2 separate regions of the Ovis aries genome follow, and region 1 is linked to region 2. The links are chromatin contacts, called in public Hi-C maps. All regions are on one chromosome and are shown on one strand. Each heading gives the region's core, a stretch centred on a gene start, on an enhancer-like site or on the middle of the called end of the contact. The rest is flanking DNA. Distances are from core to core; before and after follow the strand shown.

Region 1 (4,816 bases), core at 2,199-4,698, 90 kb before region 2:
AAGTCAAACTCCAGCCTTGAGTCTCTAGATCGGGCAATGGCAAGCTTTTTCTAGATAGAAAATGTTTTAGGCTTGAGAGCCATACGGTTTCTGTTGTAATTACTCAACTTTGCCACTGCTGAAAGCGACCATAGATAATAGGTAAACAAGTTAGATGTGGCATGTTTCAACAAAACTTTTGTACAAAAACGAGCAGCCTATCTATAGTTTGCCTACCAATATTCTAGAGGAAAGTGACATCCTAGAAAGTGACATCCATTTTCAGATACTAGAAAGATCCTTCAGAAATGAGGCTGGCCACAGGTAGAAGATGTAGTTGGATGAGTGTGGCTAAAAACAGGTCAAAGAAAGAGAATGTGTGTGCGTGTGCGTGTGTGTGTCTGTGTGTGTGTCTGTGTCTGTGTGTGTACACAGATATGGCCAATATGATTTTATCTGTCTTAAGTCCCTAACATCTAGGAGCCACTGTAGGTCAGACATGCTCTTCCTTAAACACTGTATTACTGGAGGTTACTGGCTGGTTTTTAGGTTAACGGAACACCAGCTCATATTGAGCCATTTAAACATAATGCCTATTCACATTTTTTAGTCTACGTGAAACCCTTAAAAAAATCGAGACTTTACTAGGCCAAGAATCTTAAATCTTTAGTGTAGGAATCAGAAAATTAAACTAATCACTATTTCAAAATTCTCCAGAGGTTTAAGAAATTCTGCAGTACCAGTTTCTCTTCCTTGCTCATCTGCTTCCGAGCTTCTGTCTGGGCTTTGAAATACTGGCTCATCTGGGTAAAATCACATTTGCTGAGGTTGGTGATAATATTCTTCTCTTCATTGGTCATTTCCTAGTTAAAAGAAAAGGGGGAAACAGAAAAAGACAGTAAATAAACTAATAAGCCTCCCAAGTTTCTCCACAATTACAGCAAAGTATCATGTTCTCAGTCCAAGAGTATCTGAGGCAGTCAATCTAAACTTGAGAATTTGGGGGAAAAAAGAAGCTTTTATTTCCTTGTTCTATTATAAAATATGCATGTGGTAGAAAAATATTTAGGATAACAACAGTGAAAAGGGTAACACTCATGTCATTTCTTAGACTCCTTAGCACATTGCCACAATCTTCTAAGCATAAATACCACGGCTAGAGAAACACAAATATATATATATCATTTAGTGATGAAACATTTCCACGCTCCTTCTCTCTTAGAAACATCCTTGCTCTATTCACTTATTAAATCTTATTTTTACAGCTATTCAGAAAGTGAACTTCAGCTCAGCCTCTGTTCACATTCTCCAAATTAAGAATAAGGAAATTGTTTAAAATCACCTCAGCAGACAAAGGATATGTGGTGTTAAGAGCAGAAAGTACCTAAAGCTAAAGAGCATGAATCAAAAGGGAACAGGACAATGCTAATGCATGTTTCTTTGTAATAGCAGACAGTGGGCAGTCCCGAGAGACAAACTTTCCTTTGCTCAACTGGAGCTGAGGTTTCTGTTTGACCTATCTGATAAACTCTCCCGGCTACAGCTGCAGGAGAGCCAAGAGGAAAAGAAACACAGTTATTCTTATTGGATAGAAAACCTATATAATACAGTAAATGAACAGGGGGGGAACCCCAACTTTCAATATAATAAAATTCATAAAACTCAAATTGTATATCAGGGAATTCTTTTGGTTAAATTATCATTTATTACTTAGTAGTAGAGATCAGTGTTTTTGTTAAGGGGCTAGGATATTAATACATGGGCTACAATACCTTTCTCCAGTCTTTAAAGAAATTTTTCCTAAATATTTCCTTAGTAGTATATTCATGGTCGAGCATTTTTGCAAAGAACGTAGCTACTTCTTCCGCTTTGGGGCTCAGCTTCATGACTTTACCTAGAGACAAAAGTGGTTCCAAAAAATGAGGTGCTGTATTCATGTTCTGAGGTTAAACACTGAGGTTCTGGAGACATCTTCTTTCATAATGGTTTATTTACCTTCTGAAGGTATATATATAAAGGTCTGGTGACGTGTGGTAACAACAACAACAAAAACAGTATTATCGATTAACATCTACTTGTATGAATTTTCCTTCTCTTTAGTAGATATTTACCTGGGTCATTCTCTGGAGACTATGCCAGTAAATTGTTCCCAGGAGCCTGCTCAGGACAGGGATGACCTGGGGGAGGCCCAGTCACTCTTCCTTTTCCTTTCAGCAAGCAGGGTCCTTTACACCTCTTCAATGGTTTTTAAAAATCAAATCCTCAGAGGGACTCCTGCCACTGCTAAGCTAAACAGCTTCTGTTCAAGAAGGGGAGGAAGGGATAGGACAGGGAGTGGAAGAAAGGAATTGTGGGGAAAAGAAATAGGCATCTTTCTTCTTCAAAGTTAGGTGGGTGGAATATGAATTAAAAAAATATATATTCATAGCAGGCAAGCCCAGATATCCCATATGAAAAAATTTAAGTAAGACCTTCCTCTAGAACTTTGCTTCTCAATGTATGGTTCATGGACCAGCAGTACTGACATCACATGAGTCTGGCAGAAATGCAGAATCTCAGGCCCCACCCCAGACCGACTGAACCAAGAACGTACATTCTAATGAGACCCCCAGGTGGCTAGTGTACACACCAGAGTTTGAAATGCCCTGGAACACAGGCATTATTATAAAGTTGCCTCTTTCAGGGAAATAGGACTCATCCAGAACACAGGGATGACAGGGGTTCGTGGCATTATACACATTTTTCCACTGCCTTACCTGTTACATAGATACTAGTAATTCACCAAGGATTTTCACATTTATTACAGAAAACTAAAACTTAACCCAAATTCCATGTATTTCAAAACTCAGAAGATATCTCATCTCATGATGGTTAGACAGTTTCATCCCCGATTGCAGGGACGGTACAGGGAACTGCAGCTCTAAACTGAAATTTTCAGGGTAGACAGAAAGAACCTGCTTGAAATCTATAACTTTAAAAGGCCAACAGGTGGCACCACTTCCCCTCTAAACCTTCTAGCTCCTTCCAAAGACAACACAGCTTGAGAAGGACAGGCTGGCTTTTCAAGAGGTTCCTGCACTTCAGAATTCACTCAAGTCTGAACCAGTGTTGCCAGTTAAGATGTAACACGCTTCCGATATAAAGGAAACCAGTAAGTCACTAAGAATAATACAAATGAAATAAAAGGCAAGAAAGAATGTAAGCTATTCTCCCATACATTTGGTATACTCTGGGAAATTCTGCTGAATTCTGTCCCAATAGAGAAAGCAATTGTGACACCTCCTGTTTAGATGAGCTGCCAAAAGATGAAATGACAGCTCCCAGCAGTAGAACGGTAGGAGGATGACTTAGAGGTTCCTGGCAAGAGTAGTGCTTTGTAGGAATGGCTGAGTTCCAGGAATAAGAAACTGCTGAGTCAGAGCTGAAAACTGGAGGTTCTCAGAGGTCATTCATTGCTTCGGCCAGCCCGTGCCCCTCCTCCTTGGCAGGCACTTAAGGAGTCTGAGAAGTCTCTTCCCTAGAGAGTAGGCAGGACTGACAGTTATCAACTTGGTAGTAAGTCAAATACAACTTTTTGACTTACTGCAGTGTGGGAGTTTACCTAATCAAAGGGAAGAAATTCGAGAAAGACCAAATGAGAAAATGTGAGAGCCCTGGAGCTGGAGCTCCGGTAGGGCAAGAATGTAGAAGGGACCAGGGTGACCCGTAATGATTAGTTCAAGCCTTGGCTTCCCATTTCTGAAAGTAAGGGAAACCCAAAGGCTAAAGAAAGGAACCCAGCTTTCCTTCACATCACTTTGGACCTCAAAGTTAGGCTTCACCAACTGAGTCTCCTAAAGTTCAACTCTAAAGGTAAACCTATACTAGGGCTATAGAATATCTGCGCTTTTATGATTAGCTAAGGCTCTTTCTCATCATTGGAGATTTGGCTTTGAGTTACATTGCAGAGTCTCCAGAATGACCACTATGAGGGCTAACAGTAGAATTCTGTCCCATGCTCTCCAGTCAACTACAGGTCAGAATGAGGCTATAAAATCCTGTGAGATCACACATTCCATGAGACCAGAGATTCGTCAGTATTGTCCACTGCTAGGTCTTGGTGTCTGAATATAGCACGTTGAATAAATACAGTTTAAAACGACAAATTCCAGTTTGACATGTTCTTCATTTGCAAGACCCAGCCTTTCAGTATAAACTACTACCCCTTGACCTTTAAGCATCCATGGCCCGAAACCACTGCTGGTGGACAGAGGCGTGCTTTTCAGCAGTTTTCCTGGCTTAGTTTCTCAAAGTTTGGTCAGCAGACCACTTGGTTCAGAAGCACCCATGATCACTCAATATCAATTAAATGAGCCCAGATCCACCTGGTAAATCTAAAGCACATGAGAGTTTGAGGAATAATACTCTGGTTATTTCTGGAGAAAATCCTTGGAATGAGGGAAATCAGTTGAGTATTTCTGGAGAAAACCCTTGGAATAAGGGAAATAAGTTGAGAATTACCATCTGTATACTGCTTTACGCCAATAAGGGAGCATCAAGGACTACTCTCAAAATTTTCAACCCAAGGACAGAGGTCTAAGGGTGTTCTCAAAGAACTAGGCAGGATATTTCCTCAGAGCAGCTCATCACACTTGACTGCACAAAGGACAACTGCACAGTGTTATGCCATAGAGTGATAGACACCTACCAGCCCTACCTAGAGGTTGATGGCAGGCTAATTAATTAGTCCTCAACCAAGCACTAATTCTATTTCTAGCAGTGAGTAGCTTGTGAGCTTGCATTATATCACTAAAATAAAATACTACCATTGAAGTAAGTCTTTTCTAAGAACTCGAGT
Region 2 (4,819 bases), core at 1,689-4,188:
AAAAGAATGAGCTATCAAGCCATGAAAAAACATGGAAGAACTGTAAATGCATATTGCTAACCGAAATAAGCCAATCTGAATAGGCTACATATTATATGAGCCCAACTTCTGGAAAAGGCAAAACTATAGGGACAGTAAAAAGATCAATTGAGGTCAGGGAGGGACTGGAGAGAAAAGAAAGATCAAGCACAGGATATTTTTAGAGCAGTGAAACTTTCTGTATGATACTGTAATGGTGAACTCTTGTCCTCAGACATTTGTCAAAACTCAGAACTATTAATATACAACACAAAGAGTGAACCCTGGTGTAAACTATGGACTTCAGTTAATTAAAAAAAAACTCACAAAATCAAACAAGTCAAGTTTCACGACCCCTCTGTTTAAGGCTTCCAGTGTCTACCCTCTGATGTGGCTAGGAAGATCTGTCCGTCCTCCGCTGGTTCATCCATCCCTGGTCATTCTGTAGGGCTCACTTTATTTACATTTTAAATATTTTCTTGGCCACGGCGCACAGCTTGTGGGATCTTAGTTCCCTGACCAGGAGCGGAACCCAGGCCCTCAGTAGTGAAAGGGCAGAGTCCTAACCACTGGACAGCCAGGGAATTCCCCAGGGCTCAGTTAAAATGTCACCTCTTCAGAGAAGCCCTCCCTCATTCACCAGATCAGATCCTCACGGCCCACTCCTTTGTTTTACCTTCCTTGGAGATTCAGTTTTTCAATTCTGCAGCATTTGCACATTTGTAATTAGAGAGTTAATTGTATTTGTTTGCACAATGGTCTCATGCCCCATGAAGGTTGGGGTCATGTATCCATCTTCATCATCTTATCTCTAGAGCTGAGCTGGTGCCTGGTACACAATAGAGGTCAGTACACATGTGGTTGAACACAGTTTGAAATGAAACTGTTCTCTGATTCCATGTATATGAAATATCCAGAACAGGCAAATCCATAGAGACTGAAAGCAGACAGGTGGTGTCCAGGAGAGGGCTGGGCCGGGGTCGGGGGCGGGGATCATTTTGGGGGAGTGGAAATGTTTTGGAACTTGACAGAGATGACGGGTGTTCAGCATGATGAAAGTACTGAGTGAACTTACACTTTGAAGTAGCTCATGTAATGTCATGTAAACTTCTCCCCAATTAAAAAAAAATAGACTGAAGCATTAATCAATGTATTTCTTTCCTTCTTCTCCTCCTCTGCCCTCCCCCTCCTTCTCTTCCTCCTCCTCCTCCTTCTTCACAGCCTTATAACCCATTATGTTTCTCAGGTTCAGACGAGTACCTTTGGCCTCAGAGGTGGTTTTTGTAGCAGAAATGCAGAAACACTACAAAACAATTAGTGTTAGCTTTTTTTCCTCAAGATTTTTTATTATAGAAATTTAAGAATATATATTTATTTATCAATTTGGCTGTGCCGGGTCTTAGTTGGAGGATCTTCGTTGTGGCATGCAAGCTCTTTAGTTGTGGCTTGTGGGATCTAGTTCCCCGACCAGGGATCAAACCCAGGCCCCCCGGCATTGGAAGAGTAGAGTCTTAGCCACTGGACCACCAGGGAAGTGCCTATTATAGAAAATTTTAAGTGTATACAAAAATAGAATAAAGTAATGAACCTCCGCATACCCATCACCCAGCTTCAACAGTTACTAACTCATGGGTGAACTTCCTATATGCCCACCTCTCCCCCTCCTCCATTGTATGAGTTTATGCAAATATCACCTACTGTATATATCATTTCATCTGTAAACATTTCCTTGTGTCTCTTTAAAGATAAGAACTTTCAGCATGTAACTGTAATACCATTATTGCACCTACAAAATCAACAACACATTCTTAACACTGTCAAGTATCCCTTCAGGGTTCAAATATGTCCAATTGCCGTGTTATTTGAAAACATATGATGTATTTGTTTGATCAAGATCCAAACAAGGTCTGTAGATTGCATTGAATGATATGTCTCTTAAGACTCTTTCAATGTATGGGCTCTTCCAATGTCTCTCTATTTTTGTGTAAGAGTGGGAAGTAAAATAGGACTTGGAGAGATAACCCCTTTTTCTTCAATCTATTTATTGAAGAAATGAAGTATTTGTCTCGTAGACTTTTCTACAGTGTGGGTTTTGCTGATCGCGTCCCTGTGGTGTCATTTAATGTATCCCTTTATATGATGTGACTAGTATCTTAACAGAGTCAGGTTAGATGTTTTTTTAGCAGGAATACCTCACAGGTGATGCTGCACACCTCCACCAGGAAGCACACCATGAATATGTATTTATCTCTCTTTCAGTGACATTCCGAGCCATTGATGATCATGGCCTCAACCTATTGTTTTGGTTGTTGAAGGCTGCAAAACCCCAAATGCAAAATTCTAATTAAAAAACAATTTTTTTTTGTTTATACCATGTGGCATGCGGGATCTTAGTTCCCCAACCACGGATTGAACCCAAGCACCCTGAAGTGGAAACACAGAGTCAATCACTGGACCACCAGGGAAGTCTAAAACTCTAATTCTTAATTTTTTTTTCACCTATTAGCAGAAATACATCTATCGATAGAAACTTCCTCTAACGAACTAGTTGATTACAATGAGATTCAGTTCATACAGGAAAAGTAGAAAAAAAAATACTGATTCTTTCTTTTTATTTACCAACTTTCAAAATGTTGACTTGCTTCCCTAACATGCTCAAAGAGAATCCAACGAGATTTTCTTCTTTTTTTGTGTGTATCATTATGAACTTAAGGACTTTAAATGTGTTGATTTTAAACCTTATTCATACTCAAATTGTCTCATCTTTAGCCAGACAGAATCTCTTCAAATTGATTCTGAGTCCTTTTGACATGACCTTCTAGCTTATTTGCTTTCTGGAATAGCAAGATGTTCTGGGATCATCCTGTACACTTTTTTTTTTGCACCAGATCTGGAATTGGCCATTTCTCCAAAGAGCCTTGATTCTTGGGAAATGATATTTAGATCTTTCACAATCTTTCCTCTAGGCATGCTCATAGCTACTCCATTGGTAATTGTTTCCAGGTCTTTTCAGTGGATAGAGATAAAAAAAATTTAAGAGGTCTTGAGTTCACACTGATAAATTCAAATTTAATTTAGATTACAGAGTCTTTGCTTAACTTGCTCAGTTTTATATTTATATTTCTTTTCCCTTATACTGAGAGTCTGGGTTTCTAATGGCAATAACACTAAATTTATGCATAATCCAAGAATGTATAGTCAAATTAACATATCAAAATTATTTGAAATGATTCTTCTGTGAGTGATTCCACTATCAATTTAATTCCTAGTTTGATACATCTGTTTCATTTTGATTTTAAGTTTTAGGGATTACTTTGTTTGAAATTCAGTTTTGCTTTAATAATTATGTAGAAGAGTGATATAGTTCTACAGCCAAATCTTCAAAATAAAGTATACTCAGGTAAGTCTAGAGTCTATATCTATTCCCTCCACTCTGGTCTTTCCCTCTGTCATAGGTATTCATTTTTAAAAATTTTTATTTTTGTACTTCCTCCTTTAATTTTAAAGACTGTAAGTGTATATGTGTACCTATATCCTCTTTCTTACATAGCTGGTAGCATGCCATATGTATTTCTTTTGAGAGGTAATTGTTTGTTAAAGTGTTTTTTGTTTGTTTGTTTTCTTCTTTAATTTTTAACTAATTAATTTTTTGATTGCACCACGAGCCTTGTGGGATCTTAGTTCCCTGGCCAAGGACTAAAACTGGACCCACAGCAGTGTAAGCATGGAGCCTGTATGACTCGACTGCCAGGAGATTCTCTCTTCTTTGATTTTAAGAAATATAAGCATATATGTGTATATATATTTATATCCCCTCTTTCTTAAATAACTGATAGCATACTGCATTCACTTCTTTCTGTAAATATGTTCTGAAGTTCTCAGCCTGTCTTTAACAATATGTCTCTAAGCCTTTAATGATATATTCTGAAATTCACCCTATTATAATGTGTAGAGACAACTCATTCCCTTTTCACAGCTGCATAGTACTGCATCAGGTAAATGTACCACGATATTTTCACTTAACCCCCTGTTGAGGGACGTTTGGGGAGTTTCCAGCCATCTGCTATTACAAAGAGTATAATAACAAAAAGTCTTGTGCGTAATTACTGTCAGGCTTTCGGCAGCATATTTTTGGGATGGATTCCTAGAAGTAGGATTGCTGGGGGATGCAATCCTATGTAGTACTGGCTTTTGAAGTTCTAGCCGAAGAATACCTTCTGTGTGAGCTTTTTCAGAGGACCTCTCTGTGCTCCAGTTTCTCATCTGCAGAATGAGAATATTAACAGCATTTCCCTCAGAGAGTTTTTGGGAAGACTAAACAGGCTAAAGGTTTAAAGTGCTTAGAATATGCCTGGCCCAAAGGAGGTGTTCAGTAAATGTTATAAGGGGTGGGAAGTGCAGGAGTATGTGGGCAGGGAGGATGGTATGTAACACTAGATGCTGGAATGAGTCTTTGAGAAGAGATTCTATGCCTGCTTCACTTGCCCCTGCGGGAGATGTAGGAATAGTAGAATCCAGAGATGAAGTTTGGAGCTCAAAGAAGAGATTCAATAAAGGATATGGATTTGCATGTATTCCGAGGAAAAAGAAGAAGGAAACCGTCACTTGACTGCATTTACTTATTTATTTTTGGCTGCTCTGGGTCTTTGTTGCTGCACGTGGGCTTTCTCTAGTTGCAGCGAGCGGAGGCTACCCTTCATTGCCGTAACTTATCTTGCGGAGTGCTGCCTCTAGGCACACGGATTTCACTAGTCTGGCTTAGTCGCTCTCAGGCATGTGGGATCTTCCCTGACCAGAGATT

Evidence for each region. Hi-C and Micro-C count contacts between places; a contact is called where the count stands out from the background.
Region 1: a Hi-C map of tail adipose tissue shows a contact between it and region 2, with 6 times the contacts expected there. The contact joins two enhancer-like sites. A contact is called at or near these places in 12 of 16 Hi-C or Micro-C datasets (blood, hypothalamus, liver and 6 more).

Annotation. Positions count from the first base shown.
Region 1 is chr13:69,747,088-69,751,903 of ARS-UI_Ramb_v3.0, reverse strand. TOP1 (DNA topoisomerase I) reads right to left here. Exons shown (of 21, transcript XM_027977194.3): 10 at 1,752-1,873; 11 at 720-842. Among named protein-coding and RNA genes, the nearest start is that of PLCG1, 35 kb to the left of the region's middle. Within about 2 kb of position 3,448, at least 7 of the 54 cell types and tissues checked have an H3K27ac peak or open chromatin away from gene starts, as enhancers often do. A contact at or near this core is called in tail adipose tissue, where this site is marked.
Region 2 is chr13:69,656,295-69,661,113 of ARS-UI_Ramb_v3.0, reverse strand. All of the region lies in intron 1 of LOC132657574 (a long non-coding RNA gene), which reads left to right. Among named protein-coding and RNA genes, the nearest start is that of TOP1, 27 kb to the left of the region's middle. Within about 2 kb of position 2,938, at least 2 of the 54 cell types and tissues checked have an H3K27ac peak or open chromatin away from gene starts, as enhancers often do. A contact at or near this core is called in tail adipose tissue, where this site is marked.